Linked DNA regions of Columba livia: region 1 is linked to region 2. A link is a contact called in public Hi-C data. All regions are on one chromosome and are shown on one strand. Each heading gives the region's core, a stretch centred on a gene start, on an enhancer-like site or on the middle of the called end of the contact. The rest is flanking DNA. Distances are from core to core; before and after follow the strand shown.

The links. A called contact is a pair of places that touch in the nucleus more often than the background predicts.
Region 1: a contact with region 2 is called in a Hi-C map of liver, with 3 times the contacts expected there. The contact joins the enhancer-like site here to the promoter of NKX2-2 in region 2. A contact is called at or near these places in 2 of 2 Hi-C or Micro-C datasets (crop and liver).

What each region holds. Positions count from the first base shown.
Region 1 is chr3:121,446,191-121,450,797 of bColLiv1.pat.W.v2, forward strand. The region is part of intron 1 of KIZ (kizuna centrosomal protein); the gene reads right to left. Among named protein-coding and RNA genes, the nearest start is that of KIZ, 15 kb to the right of the region's middle. Within about 2 kb of position 2,376, at least 1 of the 3 cell types and tissues checked has an H3K27ac peak away from gene starts, as active enhancers do.
Region 2 is chr3:121,270,386-121,275,041 of bColLiv1.pat.W.v2, forward strand. NKX2-2 (NK2 homeobox 2) reads left to right here and starts at 1,622. Exons shown (of 3, transcript XM_065060015.1): 1 at 1,622-1,872.

The DNA.
Region 1 (4,607 bases), core at 1,126-3,625, 180 kb after region 2:
GCCCAGGCCGGGCCAGCGGTCCCGCCTCAGCTTATTTCCTATACAGCAATACACATACGCATTTCAGACACGAAGCACCAATGCTGGTGTTGGAATTCCCAGCCGCAAGCTGACAAGATGCTGGCTCCTAATCTCATACTCGCTAGTGCTTTGGGACCTGCAGCCACGGTTTGCCAGAGACCTTCCCTACACACCCCTTCACCTCACCAGCCCTGTGCAAGAGACAGGAAAGCTGCCAATGGAGTGATGGAGCCACAGCCTTCCAGGTAGCTCTTCCCAACGCTCCACCAGCCAGCTGTGGGGCCAGCTGCTGCCTGGCTGTGCGGCAGGGGAACGCGAGGTGAGCCCAACACACAGCGCTGTCTGGGGAAGCCAACAAATGAAACCTCAGAGGCAGGAATGATCACACAACTAACTGAACAGAGCGCGTAGAAATAGCGCCGACTCCAGCCACTAAGACGATGGTTCTGTTCAGAGGCAGCTGCAGGACACGTCTTGATCACAGGCCTAAGAAATTTTCTGTGTGTCTCACCCAAGCTCCAGCCTGTCCCTTGTGCCAGCAACACTGGATTTAATTCCAAGTCCAGAACTGCTGCCTGAGCCCAGGTGGCTCCCGGGGTCCTGCTTGCCCTTTGCCTAAGGAGTTCACCATCCTCGTAGCACACACCCGCACAGCACCTTGCTCTGCAGTGCAGCTGTCCTGCCGTCCTCAGATGCAGGGATGCTGCCCATAAACAAAGCCGATTTTCAGGTGAACTCGCATGGGAGCTGTGTTGACCCCTTTGGAGGGAACACGGCTGTAAAGCAGAGCAGCTCAAACACAGCACGGCCCAGCAAAAGCAGCCTGCACAGAGAGGCTGGGCTGCCACAAAGAGCTCTGAGGAGACAGCAGTTCTATTTAAAAGCTACACAACAGCAGGCAAATGGAGAAGAGAGATGAAGCACATCTTCCAAAGTTCACCACAATGTTTACTAGGCAGGAATTTGTGATCTTGCTTTTCCCCTGGAAAGGGCATGCTCTGAGGCTGCACTGAAACAGAAGTTCACCTGCTCATTAGTTGGCTCCCCAGGCGGGGAAATGCCACACAGACCGCCATCAGTGCATCTAGCAGCTCCCCGAGCACAGCAAACTGCTCGCGAGGCGCTGTGCCGACATTTGGCTGGTCCCTGCGAGCCCGAGCCGGTGAGCACCTTGCTGTCAATCTCCGGGGCCTGCGAGAGAGCCCAGCTCGTAGCCATCCCTGCTCTGTGAGAGAGCCCAGCTCGTAGCCATCCCTGCTCTGTGAGAGAGAGCCCAGCTCGTAGCCATCCCTGGTCTGCGAGAGAGAGCCCAGCTCGTAGCCATCCCTGCTCTGTGAGAGAGAGCCCAGCTCGTAGCCATCCCTGCTCTGTGAGAGAGAGCCCAGCTCGTAGCCATCCCTGCTCTGTGAGAGAGAGCCCAGCTCGTAGCCATCCCTGCTCTGTGAGAGAGCCCAGCTCGTAGCCATCCCTGCTCTGTGAGAGAGCCCAGCTCGTAGCCATCCCTGCTCTGTGAGAGAGAGCCCAGCTCGTAGCCATCCCTGCTCTGTGAGAGAGCCCAGCTCGTAGCCATCCCTGCTCTGTGAGAGAGCCCAGCTCGTAGCCATCCCTGCTCTGTGAGAGAGAGCCCAGCTCGTAGCCATCCCTGCTCTGTGAGAGAGCCCAGCTCGTAGCCATCCCTGCTCTGTGAGAGAGCCCAGCTCGTAGCCATCCCTGGTCTGTCCGAGAGCCCAGCTCGTAGCCATCCCTGGTCTGTCCGAGAGAGCCCAGCTCGTAGCCATCCCTGGTCTGTCCGAGAGAGCCCAGCTCGTAGCCATCCCTGGTCTGTCCGAGAGAGCCCAGCTCGTAGCCATCCCTGGTCTGTCCGAGAGAGCCCAGCTTGCAGCCTGCCCTCCATGGCCTCAGCCACGGCAGCCGTCCCTCCATGGCCCCCAGGCATCGCAGCCGGCCCTCCACGGCCTCAGCCACGGCAGCCGGCCCTCCAGGGCCCCCAGCCTTCGCCCTCCCCTCCGCCAGCCGCCGGTCTGCGCAGACACAGCAGAGCGGCTCTGCCTTGAGACCAGCTTTGCCTGGAACTGCCTGGGAGGAGGGTGAGGAGGTGCCACTGCCTGCAGGGTTTGAAAGTCCTTGATAAAACAACTTCTCCTAGCACTTCTGCGCATTTATACAATTACAAATATTTACAAGTTTTATTCATAAGAATCAGCATAGCTAAAAAAATACCTGGAGGGAGCTGGCAAGAGAAAACACGAACGTTTCATGGATTAACTAGACAAGTACTTGCATCCTGTCTCGCCTGCAGCACCAGCACACCCACAGGGCTGACACCAGGGCTGTTGTGCCCTGCACAGGATCCTCTCAGCAGAGCACCCAGCAACGTGTCTCATCAGAAACGAGGGGTTTGGGAGCCTGTGCGTGCAGTGACCCCGGGCAGAGGCAGCGGGTCCGTGCGGGCGCCTGGCCCCGGCCCAGCCTGCCTGCTCCAGCAGCACCACAATATGCATTCTCCCCCTCTGCTATTTACTCACAGCTACAGATGTTGACATAACAAAGAGCTAAAGACAGACAGAAGGGGAATAGTGTTGCAGCGCAGACACTAAGGGCTCTATTCTTCAGAAAAGAGCCTCTGACTTCCCCACCCAGCCCTGCAATTCATTTGAAAATCATCTGGCTGGTGAAGCTTGCTTTCCTCTCCTGCAGGACACAGATGAATGTCAGAGAACATCATCTTCGCTGTTTGTTTCTGTGCTGAACTGAGCCCTTTTAAATCCACAGAAAGCCCAATTGTTTCCGATCAAGTGGCTCAAGCTCGGGATGTGTTGGGCAGTGTGTGCCTTTGCCTCCCGCTGCCCTGCCAGGAGCCGCCTGCGAACAGCAGAGCTTCTTACTCATATTATCTCCAGAGAGCCAGATTTAAAGGGATGACTTCTTTCCGCAGAAAAACACTTACATGCTTTCTGGAGGACACACCTTGCATTTTCAAGGCTTTGCAACTACACATAAAAAAGCTCAAACGGCACAAGAACACAGACATTTGGCAGACATGACCAGAACCCCGGGCAAGGAGAGAGCGGGGCGAGCCTGGGCTCGGCGGGACCGGGCCAGGGGCCCAATTCTGCCACCAGGCTGCCCAGGTCCCTGCACGCCCCCTGGGATCACCACAGGGGCTGAGGGCTCCGGCACCAGAGCTGCTCGTGTGCATCTCCCAGGGACTTGGCGAGAGCGGTTTGGACCTGGCTGGTGGGATTTCGGCTGCAGGTCCCCAGCGCCATGCTGGTTCAGGGAAGCCCCAGCCCCATGCCAGCCCCCAGCCCCGGGGCCGCTCACATGCTCTGCTCCACAACCAGCTGTCTGGGAGCCTCGCTCCGCAAACCAGCTCTCCCCCAAGCACCTCACCAGACAGAAAAGGGATCCTGTTTTTTAAACAGTTGCTTTTTTTGAGCTTCTCGTGCCAACTAAAGTTCAGGTCCCTCACAACTGGTGGGAAAAGATATCATTGCCTGGAAGCATGCCCAGAAAGACTGGGAGCGAGCTGCCTCCTGCCGCACGGCCGCGATGCCATCTCGTGTCCGCAGCCCGCAAACCCGGCGGCGGCAGCTCCTCCTGGGCTAAGGGGCAGGAGGCGTTCGGGGAACGACCAGCCCCTGGATAAGCAAACGTGCAACAATTCACAGCATTTGTTCTGCCAGAAGATTAACATTCCGCTTGCACTGCTTTCACTCACAACCCTTCAACACGCCTCAGTGCTTTAGGTTGGGCTTCGCGGAGAATGTGGGTACCAGCTAAACTCCTAGTGTTGCTAATGTCTCCATCGGGCAGGGATTTGCAGTTCTGGACGGCAGACGAGCTGTCCTGGCACAGCACACAGCACCAGAGCAGCCTCCCGTCCCAGAGCCACATGCCACTGCTCCTCAAGGGGCTGTAAAGAGGCTTTCCAAGGAGCAAATAAATGAGCTGACTTCATAAAAAAGAAGCAGGGAACCAAGTAAAGTATGCTCCTTCCCTCAGGGAAAGGGACTGGGCAAGACACAGGTCTGCTCTGCAAGAATTAACAACAGTGGGTTTGTGGATAGTGTTTCCAAAACAAAACAAAAAGACATCTCCTGCCTATTAGGAAGGTGACCACTGACCTTTCATCTTGGTTTCCTGCCTCTCTGCCCTTGAGCTCAGCCTGTTTTCAGTGCCCTTGGCACACCAGAGGCGGTGTGGTCACAGCCGGGCACACACGGCCCTGCGCTGCCCGGACAGCCCACAATGCCGCTTTTGAGTTGCATTACCTTGAATTTCGCCAGTTTTGCCTTCCTCAAAGCAATGCAATAGGAAGCAAACTTTAGGGAAACGCGATGTTCAGGGTTTTGCTTCCCTGCATCCCTGGGGACAATGCAGAGCACAAGGTGATTTCCACTGGGTACACCCGGTTTGTCTCGGTCACCAGCACACTCTTGCTGAAGCACACGGGTGTCAGCAGGTCCTGCAGCACCCAAGACACACGTCCTCCCTCTGCCAGGGGCTCGGTCTGGAAACACCCCCCAAGCCGGGGGGACACCCACCAACATGAACCAAGGCAGCACACAGAGATGCTCACCCTC
Region 2 (4,656 bases), core at 372-2,871:
AACATTCTTCATTCTCTCCCTGGAGCTGGGAGGGACCCAGTAGCTCTCTCCAACGCATCCTTACGGTTTGACAGTCAAGCCCTCTTCAACAAACCATTACAATTATTGCAGGCTGATCAAGGAAGAGAGAACAAGCCTACACAGAGAAAGTATCCTGGCCTCTTCTACATTTTTCCTAAGGCAGCGTTTCCTGATGATCCTACAAACAAATCAATATCTAAAAAGCCTCCTCCACCTGTGAAACATACCCTCAGATAAAAACCTCCCAGCCTGTTTCTGCTCAGCAATAAATACTTAATTTCCACAACTGCACCTGCCACACAGGTTTGATATGGACACCCACATCACCTGCTTTACTGTCCTTCCTGGGGCCTGGCAGTCTGGCTTGCAGCGGTTCTGTAGGGCAGCTGGACACGCACCTCAGGTGCCCAAAAGCACCCAAAAGGGGGTGTAAAAACATGTCCCAGACATTCAGATTTAATTTCTTGTTAGGAAAGTCGAAGACTTCACAGGTATGTAAATAAAGAGCTAACTATTTATGTTTGTATTTTTATGTAGGCAGTGGGATTTTTTTTCCCCTAATCTCACTCCCTCATTCAGCAACCTGGGCACTTTTTTATCCAAACAAAACGAGCTTGGCAAAGTTATTAATTGCTAAGAACAAGATCTTTATTGATTGGTATGAGGATCAATCACTTTATCAGCAGGCAGCTCTGTTAGAGCTGCCTGTGAGCAGGGTAGTTAGCTAAGAGATATCTGTCCTGGGCCCTGGGGACTTTCACAGAGGAGTCCAAGGTCTCTCCAGTGCTTTTAAAAATATGGCAGGTTGTGGGGAGAATTCAGATGGGGTGAGATGGAGAAGGATCCCTGTGACCTTCCCTCTGGCCCCAGCAGTCACCAGTGATGCCCCTTCAAGAGGACTTTGCAGTGGCTGTGCTGGTGGCGGTGGCAGGGGGGTGCTTACTTGAGCCTTTGGAAGGGAGATGGACCCCCAGGTTTGGCTGCCCAAGAAGCCTTTCTGGCCAGCTGTACCTTCTTCGTGTTTCTGTCTGTATTCGCAGGGCTCGCACCTTTGGCAGGACCCTCTTGCAACCAGGTACCACTTCTCATCCTCAGCTTCAGGAAAGTCGGACAGCGCCACTCTCCCCCCACCGCAACTCCATCACCTTTTCTTTGCCCCCACTTAGGAAAAAAGAAAAAGGGGCATGGGAGGAGGGGGCTGCAGCTGGAACCATCTCTGGCAACCCAGCTCTAATCTCTCGCAAACCCCCGCTATCAAAGCTTGGATCAGCATATCTAATGTAAACGAGCTTTCACACATAAATAACGTGCCACATCTGGCTATTTGGTTTTTATAGCGTCTTAGCTACCGAGCGATTTATAGAGGGCGAGCTTGTTAAAGAGCAGCCCGGCTCGGCCGGGGGAAGTTGCGGCTGCCCGGGGCGCAGCGGGGTGGGAGGTGTGAAGAAGCGAGGTGGGAGCGCCGGGCGAGGGGGGGATTTGGGCAGAGCCGGGGGGGGCCGGAGTCCCCGCGCCGGCAGAAAGCGGCTTCTCCGCATCTTTGGGGAAGGGGGGCCGGGGGAGGGCTCTGCCCCCCGGGGGAAGAGGGGCCGGCTCAGCGGCAGGGCCGGGGCAGGCTTAAAAGAGCCATCCAGGAACCGACGTGTTTGCGCTTATAACCAATTTATTACCGCTGAACATATGGCCAGTATTTCGCCTGGCGTCAGCCGCCGGGGAGGAAAGCAAACAGCCCGCGCGATGTAAAGCCGGAGGAAGGAGCGGCCGCCCCTGCACACGGCGGAGACAATGCGAGAGGCGCGGAGCCGCCGCCGCGCTCAACCACCGCCCGCATAGAGCCCCCCCGGCCCGCAGGTGAGCCCCGTCGCGCCGGGCAGGGGGCGGCGCCGGGCCGCAGCGATCCGCGCCGCTGACAGCGGGGAAACTGGGGGAAAAGACCCCGCGGGAAGCCGGGAGCAGCAGGTGGGAAAGGGCTTGTGTGGGGCGACGCGGGGAGAAGTTGATGCTGAGCGGCCTCCCGAGGAGCCGGTAAGGCGGTCACGTCCCCTTGCCCCGACGGCGGGGCTCCGCCGGCCCGCCCCCGGCCCCGGATGAGCGCCCGGCCGCCCCCCGTGCGCGCTGGGGCCGGGGAAAGCGCGGTCACACCGGGGCGCTCCGCCCGCCGGGCCCGGGGAGGGGGGGAGCCGAGGGCGCTGCCCCCCCGCCCCATGGCCCGGCGGCGGGACACTTCTCGGCTGCGACGGCAGAGTCCGCCAGAGGACCGAGAATGTCCCCGGCCCCCGCCTCCGGCTAGGCCCGCCGCGCCGCTCCCCCCTCCTTCACTCCATCCCTTCGTCTCTCCGGCATTGCCCACGCCGCGCGGGTGCGCCCCGACTCGGGCCCGAGTGCGTGGGTCGGGTCCCCTCGGGTAGACCCTTCCCCATCCTTCTCCCGAAAAGAGACTGACCCCCCCCACCCCGCCCTGCGCAAGGTGTGCGGGCACCAGAGTCTTCGTCGGAGGCTTAACGTGGAACCCCCGGCACCCCCAGTCGCGACAGACATCCACAAGCTACCTGCGAACACCCGCTAAGCCCTCCGCGTTGTGCGTGCGGGTGTGAGAAGTAAATTCAGATAAGAAAGTGCTCTCAGCCGTAAATCCCCTGCATTCCAATCGCCCCCGGCGAAACGGGTCGGGTTTTTCCTTCCCGAGGAGAAACATTTCGGACAAAGCTTAATCTCATTGGGACACGTTTAATCATTAGAGAGACGGGGACGAATAGAGCCGGGGGGCTGCCTGGACGGAGAGAAACATTTGCCCGGCAAATAGAACAGTTTATAATAGACTGGAAAGGGAAGAGAGGCCCCAGGCTGGGCTTATAGTTTTGGCCAAGGGGGGGGAGCGGAATTAAATAAGACAAATAACTGGATCGAGCAGCTGCGGGGTGCGGGGGGCTCCCGGCTTTGTGCTCGCACGCATGGCCTTAACAAACTGCCTCCGCCACTATTGGCAATATTTTCAAAGATCTCATTAAAGTGCATTTATCAAAGCCCTAACATGTGCCCTCCGGCTCTGACATAACCCCGTTAGCCTCCAGGGAGAAGAGGGAAAAATCCCAATTTCTATTACAATTCGCCACCTCGGGAGGTTGGTTGGAGGGCAGGCTAGATCTAGATCTACAAATTTATAAGTAATATCGGTGAATTGGAAGGATTTCTCCGTCTTTGAAGCTTCGGGGGGAAGGAGATAGAGTAAGCGTGAGAATAGGAAAGCTCATTTAGATTCCTATGTCCTGGAGAAGATTTAATTGTCTCTGGGAGAAAGGCAGGCCGGCGCCCGGATTTTGGGGGGTGGCAGGGGCTTTCTCCTCAGCCTCCATAGGGAAGGCTGGTGCCGAATCCTCTCTCTGCGCGGGGGAATCTTCCCCCTTTCTCCTCCCCATTTTTTTTTCCCCCCAAAATCCATCCCTAACTCCTTTGTCAATGCCATTTTTCCAGCCGTGAGCAGAGCCGGGAATTTCACCCCACAGAAACTCCGAGCCCCGCACGTTACTATTAAGTTATTGAAAGCGACGGAGGATTCAGAGGACTCCGGTTTCCCCCGATTTCAGGAAACAGGATTATTTTTACACTCCTTACCCCCCGGCAGGGATGCCGGCGTGCCGGCTACTCCGGTGCGTGGGGTCCCCGTCCGTTTCCCATGGCCTGGCGTGGGTGCGACCCGCCGAGCCGGAGCCGCCGCCGAGCCGGCAGTATCTCCGCGGAGCTGCCGCTTCATCCCTGCGAAATGTCGCTTAAACCGGCAGTGCGGGCTCTCGAAGGATGTAGCGATAGTTTTGTTTTGGATTTATTGTTTGTCGGGTTTTTTTTATCCCAAACAAAAGATGTCTTCGGTAATGACGCGGCTCTCCTTTCCCCGCCACACTTTAAAACAAAGAGGGTGCTGCTTACAGGTGAAGCTTCTAATAACAATTATCAGGAGTGACACAGGGTGCACTTCCCTTTCCCTATTTATTTCAAGTGTAGCTCATTCTACGAGATAAAATAAACCTGTCCCCCTAACAAAGGCTTTGTGTGGGCTTCGCTAATCCGTACCAAGCGGCAAGGTGCAGCCCTTTCTGTTTGTTTATTTGTGGTCTGGAGAGAGGGAAAACAATAGCTCGCACCTACGCTCTAATCAAACAATAAACTAATCCACTTGACGCTTGTTATCGGAGATGGGATGCGGGATGGGTTAGAGGTCAGAGCGAGCGAACCGCACTGGGAGGGGTAACGGAAAACTCCCACCAAACACCCTTTTATTCATTTATATAAATATTATATATTATCATACAGTATATATGTGTATGGTATCGCTCGACGGAGAAGTCGGGGGCGTCGGTGGCTTAAAACAGAGGGAGAGACCCGGCGCTTTGTGGGGAGCGGGAACCTTCGGGCCGCCGGCGAAAGGAGACGCGATGAAGCAAACGAGGGCACCTCGCCGCTTAAAAACGCAACCCACGGGCCGTCCGTGGCGTGACCAACACCCACACCCCTGACCCCCGGCCCCTCTGCTCTCTTTGCATATACGGGGCAGTGAGGCCACGCGTGACCGATCCCCGCACACGCCGCAGCCGCGGAGAACGGCTCAAATGGACTCTTAGCCCCCTTCGAGAGCCTCAT